Regions from separate parts of the Mus musculus genome. Here region 1 is linked to region 2. The links are chromatin contacts, called in public promoter capture Hi-C maps. All regions are on one chromosome and are shown on one strand. The core of a region is the stretch at or near the end of the contact, and the rest is flanking DNA. Distances in the headings are between cores, read along the strand shown.

The links. Promoter capture Hi-C pulls out the DNA fragments that hold promoters and counts their contacts.
Region 1: a promoter capture Hi-C map of liver shows a contact between it and region 2, with 6 times the contacts expected there. The contact joins the promoter of Mgat3 here to the promoter of A730060N03Rik in region 2. A contact is called at or near these places in 2 of 39 promoter capture datasets (both in liver).

Annotation. Positions count from the first base shown.
Region 1 is chr15:80,169,766-80,176,919 of GRCm38.p6, forward strand. Mgat3 (mannoside acetylglucosaminyltransferase 3) reads left to right here and starts at 3,956. Exons shown (of 2, transcript NM_010795.4): 1 at 3,956-4,073.
Region 2 is chr15:78,117,204-78,124,721 of GRCm38.p6, forward strand. A730060N03Rik (a long non-coding RNA gene) reads left to right here and starts at 1,592. Exons shown (of 2, transcript XR_875456.2): 1 at 1,592-3,217. It overlaps Cacng2 (calcium channel, voltage-dependent, gamma subunit 2), which reads right to left and starts at 2,077. Exons shown (of 4, transcript NM_007583.2): 1 at 1,478-2,077. The coding sequence starts at 1,688.

The sequences.
Region 1 (7,154 bases), core at 2,706-5,205, 2.1 Mb after region 2:
GACTGGGTCTCTGGGTTCCTGCAGATGTGTATGGACAGCAGTGGGTGTGTCAGCTTCTCTCCACAGATGCTGAAGCAAGAAGCAGCTTAGGCAGAGACAATGGTGGTCCTCTCCTCACAGCCTGCATGCTGTGCCCTTCCAGTGCTGTTTCCAGCTCTGCCCTGACCTCCAAGCTGCTCCCAGCATCCCTTGCTTACCTGCTTTCTCCTTGTCTCTTCTGCTCTCAGAAACCCAGATTTTCCTGGTGACAGGTAGGAGGCTCGCTCCTCCCAGCCCACGATAGCCTGGAGTCCGAGGCTGGCATGTAGCTGAAGCTCCCGGCTCAGGATCTAGAACATGGGCTGGAGTCCTAGCTCTGCTATTCAGATACCCAACCGTCTCTTCCTGTCTCACTTGTCACCTAATGGGGGCTTTGGGGCTGCTCAGGAAAGCACAGGGCCAGAGGACCCTGGTTGGAATTGGAAATAGAGCAGGGACCTGAGTTTCTCGGGGTTTATGAAGGATGCTGTCATCCCAGGTCATGCTCTGGTGGCACATAACAACCTTGGCCCACCGAGGGTACTTTCCAGCAAAGGGGCCTCCCTCACCAAGGGGCTACCACTTTTCTCTGGGCTCTCTCCTGCTACAAGCCTCCCACAGACCCTCCTGGTGAGAGGTATTCCTCAAAAAAGAAGCCAGAAGCCAGCTAGGGAAGGCGCCTGAGGCTCCTGGCCATTTGGCAGGATTTGTGGAGCTCCTGTGGTCTGTGTGCCAGGCTGTGCTGGGTGCAAGCAAAGTCAGCAAAGATGCCTGCCCTCCCACCGGGGAAGATAGGCAGATGAGGCCACACGAACATGGTGAATTATCTGCTATGCTTGCAGGTGAAAAGTCCGTGGAGGGGGAGGAGAAATGGGAGGGGAGAAGGCAGAGGAGAAGAAGGGTAGACAGTGGGGGCCCAGGGAGGCTGTGCTTGGCAGAATGCTGAAAGGCTGGGTTTGAGCAGAGGCTGAAGAGTAGGCCTAGACAACAGTGGGAGGATGGGCTTGGGATGGTCCCTGAGGTGCTGAAGAGCCCAAGATTCATAAACGTGTCCCAACTCCTTTGAGAATTTGACGATAGTCTTAAGCCCTCCCCAGGAACACATACACCGAGCATGCCCTTGTCCACATACCTATGTTCACGTGTGTGTGTGTGTGTGTGTGTGTGTGTGTGTGTGTGATCGCGCGCACAGTCTAAGTCACACCCATGTGTTAATGCATATGCTGACATATGCTTACAAGCACACATGCTTTTGAGAATTTTGGAATATTCCTGGATACCTTGCAATAATGGATCCCTGTCTATCCACTGCCTCAGGCTTGATCAGAGTAGAAACTGAGGCATGCAGAGAGAAGAGACTTGTTTAGGGTCACCCAGGTGAGGATTCTCCAACTAGAACTTGGGCGTGGTCTCTGGAAGTTAGAAAGCCCTTCAGGGGCCTTCAGAAAGATGGGGTATCTGGGCTAGATCCTGAAGGATGAGTGGGAACCCCTCACCTGTAGACCCAGAGGCCAGGTGAGATGACCCAGGGAGGGGAATGCAGCTGCCTAGCAGGCAAAGCCAATGCTTGGGTAACAGACCTAGCAATTGTTCCCCGAGCCAAATCAGCTCTAGAAAGAAAGAGCCAGCTTGAGTTGTAAGGTGACACCGTGCAACATGCTGGGGGCAGGATAATCTTGTATCTGGGCTTCTCCCAACTCCAGCTCCTACAACCTCCAAGTTTACCAGCCAGTCCTGAGGAAAGGGGGGCGGGGGGCGAGGACCACCTACCAAGCCCCTCCCTACACCCCCCCCCAACAGGAAGTGACTAAACGGGTAGCCAGATGCTGCTGATATCGGTAGGAAGGACGATCCTAGCACCCTACTCTACAATGAAGAAGCTCAAGGGTTCACGGTGGGACAGGACTAGAACCCAAGCTTTAGTAAGTCCATATTCCCTGCCTCAAGCTGCTTTGTCAAAGAGAAGGAACTGAAAGAGGTCAGAGGAAGGGGAAATAGAGGCTCTCTCTTTCTTTCCTGCCAGATCCAGGGGAGGTGAGCTCCTCCTCCCAACGGGTCTGGGCTGAGCCAGGGAGGGGCATTTGCTATCCTGGACCATACCCAGGACGGCCTAGGAAGTCACTTGCTATCTCTGAAGGGCTGGGGAAATCTGTACTCACCACACTGTCCCAAAAGACCAGGAAAGAAACCCCAAGACACGGAGGCGGACTTTGGTATGACCCTAACCGAGACAGCTCCTCCTCCTTCCCAGAGGCCTCCCAAGAAGCTTGGGAATTTGGAAAAGGAAGGAAAACAAAGATCCAAGGGTGAGTGGGGGGTCGGGGTGGGGAGAGAGAGCAAGCAGCAGGTCTCCAGAACCTTCCAGATGTGTCCAACTCTGTGCAGGGCAAGGCCAGGCCATCTCTTTTCCTCCACACAACTGCAGGGGGTGGTACTTCTCATTGCCTCCTAATGCAGAAGGCTCAGGGCAGGCAAATGGGAGTGTTTTGCATTATACTGAAATCAAAGGCCATGCAAGTTGTGTGTGGAATATAACCTATGGTAACTGGCTGGCATATGGGAGGGTCTGGGTTTCATTCCCAGCGCCACAATAAGTAAATACATTCAGACAAATTGATAACCTTGAGAGGGAGACAAGTTATAGAGGTGGTGTACTGGTTTTTAGGTCACAACAGAATGCCTCAAATCAAGAAAAAGTGTCAGGGCTGGAGAAATGGCTCAGTGGTTAAGAGCACCCTTCCAGAGAATCTGAGATCAAGTCCCAGCACCCATGTCAGGTGCTTCTGACTGCAATCCAGCAGGGCTCTGGGGATATTTAGATCATTTAGAGCCGGGTGTTGGTGGTGCACGCCTTTAATCCCAGCACTCAGGAGGCAGAGGCAGGCAGATCTCTGTGAGTTCAAGGCCAGCCTGGTCTACAGAGTTGAGTTCCAGGACAGCCAGGGCTACACAAGAGAATCCCTGTCTTGAAAAAACAAAATAAATAAATCTATCATAGGTGACCTGAGTGCTAGAGATGCCCATTATAAGCAGCATCCTGGGGGTGGGGGGTGGGGAAGAAGAATGGAGAAACCTCCAAGTCTGGGGTTGAATCCCAGATCCAGCACATTCTGTCACCCTCTGCGCCTCATGGGTGGCTTTGTGCATTGATGAAGAGGGTGGAGGCAGAAGGATGTACAGAGGCCAACACATCCGAGCAAGACACAAACTAGCACGGACACTGTGTCGACCCAGTACCCAGTGTTTTAGACGCTTTCCTGTACCAGGCCTCTGCATAGGGCTACAGTGATGTACACACCGGTCAGGACTTTGTCACACCACCACACAGGAGGCCTGTGCCCCCAGCCACAGTATGCCCACAATCACGCCACAGTACGGATCTATCTACACACCCCATGCACATAAGGGCCAATCTATCACACGCTGCAGAACACAGACACACAGATCCACTCACACGCAGAGCCCGACAAGCACTTTGGCCAGCTCCGCCTCACACAGCACACACACCCGCACAGGACGCCCGGGCAGTGGGCCGGCGCACGCACGGTCACAGGCAGGGCACGCGCACACTCGCGCGTCCGATTGCTGCGCACACACACACACACAGAAACACACACATACACACGAAAGAGGCGCGGGGCGGTGGCGGGAGCTCGCGGTCCAGGCGCCCCTGGCCCGGAGCGCGCAAAGCCCGGCTGGCGGGGGAGGGGACGCGGCCGCGCGGGGGCGGGGCGGGGGCCGGCGGGAGCGGGCACCTCCAGCGCAGCGCTCGGCCTCGCCGCCGCGCCCCCGCTACCGCCCCGGGGTGCAGTCAAGCGGCCGCGCCGGGCCCGCGGGACGGGGTGGAGGTGGGGTGGGGGGCGGGGATCGGGCCGGGCCCGGGCCGCGCTGCCTGCGATGCCGGGCGCCCGCCGCAGCCGCCGCCGCCGGAGCCCGGGATGGGGCGAGGAGAGGCTGCGGCGGACGCCAGCATCTCCCCGCCGGGGACCCCGGGGGCCCCGGAGCCGCCGCCGCCGCTGCTTCTACCGCCGCTGCTGAGACCCAGCGGACGATGGGTGAGTTGACCCTGGAGCCGGGGACCCGCGCCGCAGCCCTGCATCTTCCCCGCACCCCAGGCCTCGCCTCCGCGTCCTCCCCACTCCCGTCTCCCCCCGTGGTGGTCCCGCAGCCCCGGGGGCGGGGGCATGGGGCCGAGTAGGGGCGAGATGTGGGGGACTGCTTAACCGGCGCCCCCTGCCCCCACCCGCCTGCTCTCCGCAGCTCTCCGTGGCCGCGGGGCAGAGCCTGGCGCGGCGACCCCCTCCCTTGGCTGGACCGGGGTGGGGTGGGGGCGTCCCGAGGCGCGGAGCTCCAGCCATGCTTTGTGCGCTGCGCTCCCTTCCACCTCCGGCGCAGCTCGGGGCTGGGGGCGCGAGGCCTCAGCTCTTGCCTTCCCCACCCCCGATCCCGGGCTGCTGCGGCTGCTGGCCGAGGCCCAGGCGCGGTTGGGGTGCTGGGCGAGTGTGGGGGCTGTGGCTGGAGCTGTAACTACAGCTGCCTTAGTGGGGAGCAGGGAAAAGCTTAGCATGAGAGGCCCCCACCTTCTACTGGGGAGGGGTCTCCCTCTCTTTGCACTGCACTGCCCAGGGCGGAGGAGGGCTCCTGGCTGGGGGAGGGCGCTATAAATATCTACAAATAGTTCTAGAACCGGGCTGGGGTGGGGAGGGGAGCTTGCTTGGTTGTGCTAGTGGCGGGGGTGCCTGAGCTGGGGCGCAGCATCTCTGACTGCTGCGCCCCAGTCATCTCCGATGGCCTGAGGTCTGATGATGTTCCCTCGCCTGCGGAACTCAGAAGGGGGATGTAGGCAGGAACATTTTCCCTACTGGGATTTTTCTGTGGTCCTCCATCATCTCTGGGACACGGGTGCAGAAATGCCTTCATGGGGGATTGACCTGGAGGGACACAGTTATTAAAGGTCCAGGCAATGAGCCAACCGTGAGGATGACAGGGAGAGCAAGACAAGGCTCTCTCCTTCTGGGAGCTGGCAACTCCAGGATTATTAGTGCTGCCCAACGCTAAGGAGATAGGCAGGGTTTCTGGGAAAGTTAGAAAGAGGGGCTCTTTGCTCTAGGGAGGAAGAACCTACTGGAAGACGGAAAAGTTCCCAGGGCTGAAGAAATAGTAAGAGAAAGGACCGAGAGATGTGCTCTCTGGTGTGTTGAGAGATGGTGTGTAGCATGGTGGGACACTGAACCACGAGGAGAAATGAGCTGAAGAGTGGGTATCCATGTGTGGCCAGCTGTGGTTGTATAGTGATTAGTACTGTATGTTATGGTTGCAACAACCATGGTTCGAATCTGAGTCCCAACACCAGTGATAGGACAAATGCCGTGAGAGGTGAGGTGGGGGTACTTTTGGCAGGTGGTGCCAAGGTGTGCCTTGGAGTGTGGACATGAGGGATAGATAGATGGAGGCAGACACACAGGGAGACAGAGATAAGAGTTCTGACAGAGATGAGAGAGCTCTGGGGTGACTGGAGCCCTATTTTATGGGCAGCACCTAGCACACCTCGTGCACCGGCATAAGCTGCTGTTAGGTCCCCGAGGGTACGCCAGTGGGAACGCCTGATTACCTCTGAAGAGCGCTTCCGAACAGGATGGCCAGGTAGAGAAAATGTGGATGTCCACACCAGGAAGCTAGGACTGGCTCCAGGGGACTGCAGGGAGCTAGCTGTTCTTGGCAGGGATTGAGCAAATGGCCTCAGCGGCCTCTTTTGGAACTCTGTGTGTCTTGTCATTAGTGCTCATCAGTTACCCCATGCTGTGCTGTGAGGTATGGTTGTATGTGTGAGTGTCTGTGTGTGTGTGTATGTGAATGTCTATGTGTGTGTATATGTGTGTGTGTATATGTATGTGAGTGTGTAGGTGAGTGTCTGTGTGTATGTCTGCGTGTATATGAGCGTCTATGTGTGTCTGTGAGTATATGTGAGTGTGTGTATGTGTGTGTGAATGTCTATGTGAGTGTCTGTGAGTGTCTGTGTGCGAGTATATGTTTGTCTGTATGTGTGTGTATGTGAGGATCTGTAGCTGTCTCACTTCAGGAAGTTGGTGCCCTGAGCCTCAGTTTCCACCTCTGTGAAGTCGAGAGTCCTCCCCAGGATTTTGGCGAGGACTAGAAGTGAGGTGGCATATAAGGATGCCTGACACCTGCACCATGGTGGGAAATTGCTGGCTGCCGCATTGGTATTGTTACCTGTAAAATGAGGCCATCTGATGCCAGCTGGCTGTGAGGCCAGTTTCACGGGGGGGGGGGGGGGGGGATCGGGCTATGCTGAGGATCATGGGAGGACTGGTGTGAAAGGGAGGGTCAAGGACTTCCCTCTGGGATTCTAGGAGGAGGTGAGGAGTGAGGAGTGGCCGGCAGGAGGGTGGGTGCTCTACAGAGAAGAGTGCCCTGGTCCCTCTGGGTACCCACCACCATGCAGCTCCTTTGAGGCATACTGCTCTGCTCCTGGAGTGCTCTTCTTCTAATCAGACCTAGCTCTTTACTTGGAGACACAGGCTCCTTTCTAGAACTTTCTTCAGACGTTCAGGCCAAGAAACATGTTGTATTCAGATGAGGGGTAGGGACTCAAGAAAACATAAGCCTTTTTCTCAGGTTAGCAACCAGCAGGGCAATAGGTTCCCCTGGGTACTTTGCACCGGCCCAGCCCTGCGCTGGCTGCCAGAGACCCAGGCATCATTACTTGAAGCAGACTCTTGATCCAGTGGCCAGGTCCAGATCTTGACTCTGCCACTTCTCAATCTGTGACTATCTCTCTGACCTCAGTTTCCCTGACTCTCAAATGGGAACAGTGTATATGGTATCATTTGAGCACTTTAAAAAAAAATAAAAAGACTTATTTACTTATTTATTTTATATGAGTACATTATAGCTGTCTTCAGACACACCAGAAGAGGGCGTCAGATCTCATTACAGATGGTTGTGAGCCACCATGTGGTTGCTGGGAATTGAACTCAGAACCCCTAGAAGAGCAGTCAGTGCTCTTAACCACTGAGCCATCTCCCCACCCCTCATTTGAGCACTTTAGTGTGATTTCTGCTGGGCATTTCCTGTGCCTTTTTAGAGTAAAACTTGGAAACTATGCATTTGTCCCA
Region 2 (7,518 bases), core at 342-2,841:
GAAAGGGTATCAAATGCAGTATGCGTCAAACAGACCATCGCTCAATGAAGTCACTTAGCTATTCAAAACATGTTCAGCCATCACTCAACCGTTTGCACCAAGAACACCGGGAGGGGGCATGTGATGGGAGCTCTTTTCCCAGACCAGTGTTTGGCTTAGTATAGGTTAGACACCCCCCAACCCCCCAGGATCACATCAGTTTTGCCCTCTCCCCCATCTGCTGGCCCCAACTCCCTGCAGCACCATCCCATGTTGAGCTTAACAAACAGTTCTGCAGTGCTCACTTCCCGATGCCACCTCAAAGGGCCTCCAGGCTTGGTTCACATCAGTGGAACACATACAAGCCTCTTTCCATACAGGGGCATATGTGTCTCTCTGTCTGTCTTCCTATAGGTGGCTTTTGCACACAGACAGATATAGCTATGCAAATTCACTCCTTCATATTAAAGTCTGTGGCTAAATGCAGCTTGTATGACCTGCAGAGTTCCCCCCTCTTGTGTTTATTAATGTATCCCAAAAGCACATGCCTTCCTCATGTCCTAGTGTCCTGGCCTTTACATTGTGGGAGCCCCTCAGCCCACAGCACATGCGGCGCACATGCCCCAATGACTCTGCAAGATCAAGACCAACAGCTGACACCCCCACCCCATTTTTTCCCATTCCACCCCTCAACCTCTCCATGCCCTCGCCTCCTGCCTGCACAGTGCTGACTCGACTTGCTTCTGGGTGACAGACATGTCACTCTGCGTGGAAGCAAATCAGCGCTCGGTCTAACCCGCAAGTGACCGCTGTTGATTAGAACTTGGGCTTGTTTCCTGTGAGAGACACATGCATTTTAGACTTCGTAAACGTTAAAAACACACACATACACACAGCCAGCCACCTCGAATGGTACGCGGGGCTCGTAGACATTACGAAATGCTCTTGAACTCGGCTTGAGCTCCTAGAATAATTAGAATCTACCAAATAAGGATTCTTAGAAACAACAGATTTCTTTTTTTAAAGGGAGACTTGCAGATGGTGCTGGGCCTGTAACTTTTGAGGAGCGAGAGAAGAGGAAGAGCATTTTTTTCTGAATCCTTCATTGCAAAAGGCTGAGCAGCACACAGGGAAGCAATTATTTTTCCCTCCTCATAGGTGGCAAAGCCAGACCCAAAGGCAAACCCTAAGGACTCCAAAGCATCCAGAGCACATCTGAACTCTACAGACAATTTCCTGTTTTCACCATACCATAGATCATTCCAATGAGGAGGTTTGGGAGGACGGGGTGGAAGCCAAAGAGTAGAGAGTGTGGGTTCTGCTTATTGATTTTCTTTCCTCTGAAACTAACCCAGTCAACCTTGATCTGCAGCGGCAGCGGCGGAGGGAGTGAAGTGGGAAAATGGTGGAATGTGGAGGGGACTTATTTGGAGGCGGGGGGGGGGGTGTGGAGGGGAGGGGCGGCGTGGGAAGGGGGAGGAGGTTGGAAATCAAATACCTTCGAGGCAGCAGGTTCTCCATAATCCGGAATGGGTCATAACTTCCTCGTTCTTCTTGCTGGTTTCATTCTCACTGACACTTTTGGTCTTGCAAACCCCTCTGGAGTACAGCCAATAGTCGGTTCCCACAGCGATGGTCATCAAGCTGAAGGCAGCGAAAGCACCAACGGTGGTTAAAAGCATTTGAACACCTCGATCAAACAGCCCCATAATTCTTCATTATATAAACACCCAACCGACTTCTGGTTCTCAGGAGCGTGTGTGTGAGGGTGCGATTGGTAATTCCACTACTAATATAATGGATATATGTGTGAATAGAGAATATGGAGAGATATAAAAAAAGGGAGATAAGAAAGCTCACGGAAAAGTGTGTAAATTATAAAGATCACACGGGAAGAGAGGCTTGCCTTTTGAGATCAAAAAACTGTTCCAGTTGCAGCGATTTTTTTAAAAAAAGGGAAAATAAATAAAAAGACACCCCCCCACCCCCCCAAGTGAGATGCCTTAATCTCTTTTCCTAAAATTCTGGTCTCCAGTTTCCATATGTGATCGCTAATTTGGAGATGGCTTCCACAGCGCGCCAGGGTACAGCCGAATTCTCAACACCATCTCTCATGGTCCGGACCTAGACAGTTAGAGACTGGAAGAGCTGGGAAGCAACCTTCGGTCTTCGTTCGCGGCTCTGCGGCCTGCGCCATGAAAATCCGTGGCTTCGCCAGTTCTCTTCCTTGGGGAGGGAGGGGGTCCTCGAGGCGCCTCCGTTTCAGAGGAGACTGCCCAGTCTTCTGCAAGCCCTCGAGCTCAGCTGCACCGGTGAGGGGGTCTCGCCTCCCATGGTTGTGCCCCGGCGGCGGTAACGGCGGCGGCGGCGGCAGCGGCAGCGGCAGCAGGGTTGGCGGGCGCGGTGGCGGCAGGACGAGCAGCCGCGGTTATTGTTGTTGGCGGCGGGGGTAGTGTCGGCGAAGTGGGGGAGGGAGGGGGTTTCTCCCGGAGAATCGAGGCGGGGTTCCCTCCCCCGATCCGCAAAGCTCCTCGGAAGCCAGCGAGCGAGCGAGCGATGGGGCGCGCTAGCCGGCGTCTTGCAGCAGGCAGGCCCGCCCGCCTCCCCCGCTCACGGCCGCGCAGCCCCGGGCCAGGCGCTCCCAGCTACAGCATCGCCGTGGTGCTGAAACGGACAGCTCACCCCGGCCGGGCTCGTCCACTTACTGCATCGCCGTAGTGCTGAAGTGGACAGCTCCCCACGACCGGGCGCTCTCACCTACAGCATCGCCGCGGTGCTGGACTGGACAGCTCTCGGAGCAGGAGCGCCCACCTACTGCGTCGCCGTGGTGCTGAACTGGACAACTCCCCCACTCTGTGCGCTCCCTGCGCTCTGTAGCCGGCCAGGAGTGGGGCCCTGGCCACGGGGCCTCTGTCGTCCGCGGACGGGCCAGGCCAGGGCCAAGCGCAGGGCTGCCTGGCCTCCCGGACTCCTGTTCCACAGTTCCGGAATGAGCGCTGGCCGGGGCCTCCTGGAGCTGGGAGGAAGGCGTAGCTGGCGATCTCTCTCTCTCTCTCTCTCTCTCTCTCTCTCTCTCTCTCTCTCTCTCCTCTTCCCTCCCCCCTTGGTGTTTCTTCCAGTTCAGCCTCCTTCTCATTCCATCTCTACGTGCCCAGAGCTTCAAATACAGTCCTCCCATCACAGTCAGATTCCCACAAAACTTCAATCAGCTGCTTCTCCTGGAAGAGATCCTGGATGGGTAATTACAAACATAGTTTCTATGTGTTGTTCTTCCTCCCCTATTCATGGGTTCCACACTTTCTGGGGAGGGGAGGTTGTTTTATTTTACTGTCTGGATAGACGCATCTCCTGCCTTATTTCCTCTTGATCTTTCTTTCTGGCTAACAGGGGTTGTGTATAGCTTTCTCTGTGACTCTCTGTAGTTTTTCTGTGAAATTCTACATCTTGCTTCTACAAGTAGACATTTTGGGAAGATGATTCTTGTGAAAGGATGAGAAAAGGGTGGCTGGTAACTGGGGTTCGGGACATGATACTCATCTCAAAGGTAAAAATGTTTTCAGGAAAAGTGAGTTGTGGATCTTTCCAAGTTTCCCTTGTCATTCATAAATGAGATTGATTTTTTTTTTAAACCTCTCTACTATGAGCAGGGAAAGGCAGGAGCCCTCTCTTGCTCAGCAGAACGGCGAGCCTGGGTTGTTTCCTGTGTCACCTCTCCAGACTGTGTGTGCAACTTTCCCTTAATGTGACCCTGGAAATCGAAGCACGTAGATGATGCTCACTGCTGTGGATGCCATGTTATCTCAGATCAGTTTTGTGACTAAGTAAAAGGAGACCATAGGAGACTCTAGGTTACATTTTTTTCCTTTGGGGGAGGGGCTAGAGAAAGCTGTGAATCCATTGGGTCAGTTGAAGGGTGTAGAGTGAGGATTTGATTTCATAATTTAGTAATGCCACCCCTCATTGTGCCTTGAGATGACCTGCATGATAGTTTCTCAGTGATCCAGAGATTACGGGTGCACGCAGAAGATGGCTGAGGTAGAAATAGTTCCTTGGGTGTAAATTCCAGAGCCTAACCTCTTCCTTTCATCTGCGCAGTCACAGGTAGAAACTACCTGTTTCTCTACCCTGCATAAAACTTCCTTTTCTCCCAATCTCCTCTCCCTCCTCAGACTGGAAGGACCCTCCTAAGGATTGAGAGCTGTCTTTCTAGTTCCAGCATCTAGAGAAGGGCACCCAGACGTCTGCAGTCTGTGCTAAGGGATTTTAGTGGAGGCTGGAGCTGGCTTGCATGGAAGAGGTTCTTGGGCCTTGGATTCCTTCGTGGGAGGAAAGCAGCAGGGGAGGAGAGGGGTGGGGGTGGATGGTCTGCTCATCCCTGGTGCACTTTAGTAGTGGCTTCCGTGGGTGTTTCTGTTGGACTGCTATCCTTAAAGGAAGATGTGAGGGGCAGATACCAAAGCTTCTGAGATTTCCCAGGTCTTTTGAGCAGGGCAGGTTGGAGAGACACTTGGGTGTCTCATATGTGTCTAAGAGGTGATGCCTGTCACCTTGGCTGCTTTTGACCTTCCCATGCATAGTGGAGCAAAACACTTTTTCTCATCCCTTCCCTCTTCACATCAACCCCTGGGCCTTCTGCTCAGAAAGCACCCACCCATTCCAGAACCTCAGAAGCCTCCGTTTGTCCTCAGACTCTGCTAACCTCGGAACTGCTGACAGCGGCTGTAGCATTCACAGACTTTGATTCATCTTCTGGCCACGTCGTCACCGGGAAAACAACAGGGGTGGGGGTGGGGAGGGGAATCTGTCTCTATAGCCAGCATAGAGACAGCAGAGACTACTGCAGAGAGAATAAGCCCGGGGACACAGCTTCACTTGGTACTTGGACAATTGCCATACTCTATCCAAGTTGGCTTCCTGAAGACTCAGTTTCAGTGTCTGAAAAATGGGTCCCTGAGCACTTGTCCACTCCTTGTAGAGCTTCCCAGCTACCCCTGATCTTCACTGTTTGCCATATTGCTATGAATTCACCGCATTGATCACACTTAATTGTGCTATAGCCCCCTCATTGCCTCATAACCCCTTGATAGCAAGATCTGAGCCACGCTCAATGTTATGATGTTAGGACCCAAGGACGTTCTAGATTGTAGCAGACTCTTGGTGAATAATGCCTGAGCACTTTGTGGGCTTCCTGTGGCAGAAGAAGGGCAAGGAGCCTGGCATGCAGCAAGATGGTTGACTCCCATTCTTTATCCCATTTAACACCCGGAATGCTCTCTGGCTTCATCTTTGGGACACTTCCTGTCTCACAGTCCTCACTCTTTCCAAGTGACTTATATGTCACAGGGTCCTTCTGTAGGCAAAAAGGCCACGCGGGAGAGCTGGCCCTGCACAGGGTCTATTTGCAGGCACCTGTGCTTAGTGGCTGCTGAATAGATGTCTAGGGAGCGGCTTTGTGTGACTACAGTTTGTTACTTGGGAAGGGCTTAGAGGAAATTAGCTGAAATGCCACAGGCCTATTTTGAGCCGCCTCTTTGATGGAGTGGAAATAACATGGGATTTGGGCACAGCAGACCTGGCCTTGAAGCACAGGGCTGCCATTTCCTCGCCGTTTGACCTTGGACAGTTACTTAACCCCTGTGGAAACTTGTCCTTTCATTTGTCAAGAACCAGGGGCTCAAGCCCAGGCTGTGGTCACCCATGTTGTGCGTTAATAGCTATGGTACCAGTTGACATTTATTGGATGCTGACCCGTGCTGAATCCCACAACCCTCCTCTAAAGGGGTCTCATTTTACTCCCATTTACAGGTGAAGAAACAGAGCTACCTATGAGACGCAAGTATCTGGCATCATTTTTCACACTTAGGGAGTGACAGACCCTGGAGTCTAATCCATCACCTGAGCTGAACCCAACCTCCGAGCGTTCTGAGGAAGGGCCTTGCCTTGAGACTATCAGCTCCTCAGCTGGTTTACAGAGAAGCTCCTGGGTGAGGGTGTGGGCATACTGACACCACACTTAGGTCAAGGAATCCTCAGTAATGTGCTAAGAACTTTTCCTTTAGGTGGGCGAGAGCCCAGAGAGGTCACATCCCAAGGTCACAGGCCAAGTTAGTGGGTCAGCAGAGATTTGAAAACACTGCTGTCACTCATAAGTACAAAGATTCATTCAGTTCTTTTTAAATCCAAACTCAAGCATCTATTGCATGTTGGGTACAGGGCTAACTCCTGATGAGAGGGACAGTCTCAGCAAAAGCCTGTGATTCCAGCACTTGGGAGGCAGAGGCAGGAGGATCACTGTGAATTTAGATTCCAGCTAGAGTTAGTGAACACACACACACACACACACACACACACACACACACACACACACACACAAGAGAGAGAAAGGGAAAGAGAAAGAGAGAGACAGAGACAGAGAGAGAGAGAGAGAAGGGGGCATATTTTCTGTGGGAGCAGAAGTAGCTAGGCCAAGAGAGGGGTGGGGGAAATCTGAGAATAGAGAGAATATTCCAAGCTGGGAAAATGGTCTGTGAAAGGTTGAGATGTGTGAGACGAGATGACAAACCCTGCTTCCTGGGTTAGCAGGAAGCAGAACAACACAGTATGGCGGAAGCTAACACAATGGTGGGAAGTGTCCAGCAGCCTTGGAGAAGATGCTGGGGCAGAAGAAACACCCTGAAGGGAAAGAGTCAACCAATTCTGGGGCAGGCGACAGCCAGGGTGATGTGGCTGGTTCCCAAGCCAGTGATGGAGTCACTTGGGGCAGCACAGGGGAAGTCAGGATGGGAAGTGGGGGTCAGGAGGATGTGGGGAGAGCTGGGTAAGCACAGTTACCCATGCTGAGGTGGCTGTGTGTGAGGAAGGAGTAGGTATGCATGCCGGTGTGAGGAGTGGCAAGCTGAGGCCTCTGGCTCTGTCACGGTGCTGGTTGCCATGTTCTGAGACCTCTCTGCTCCACACCCTCTTTCTCTCTCTTCTCTGCATGTTAATTAATTAATTAGGGATGCAAATCATTCATTTGATTCCATTCTATTCCCAGCAGAATGCAAATCTCAGGAAGGCAGCGATTTTATCCACCATGTTCACGCTGTATTTCCAACCTACGGCGCACAGCCTAGCACATAGTAGGTACACAATGAAAAGGAATTCCTTTGCCAATTGGCTCAGACAATATGCTGAGGGGATAGAGACACTGATGAGATTAAATACTCAAAGCTTGACAAGTGGCAGAGTCAGCACAGACTCACGTGACACTCCATTTTGTATTTGGTATTTCAGCCTGATATCCAGGTTGCCTGGCACATACTAGGTCTGCAATATGGGTTTGCTGAGTGGAAAAAGAAAAAGGAAAAGACACGCATGCTCAGGGTAGTCAGCATATAGACCCATCCTAGAGGGGCTCAGAAGACCCCCCAAAGGCCAGAAGGAAAGGTCACAAGTAATCAAGAGAGGGAGAGAATTCCAAGCAAGGCAACATGGCCAACCACAGCAGAAGACAAACCAATAGGTGAGTGAGAGGCTCTTGGCTACAGGTATCACCCA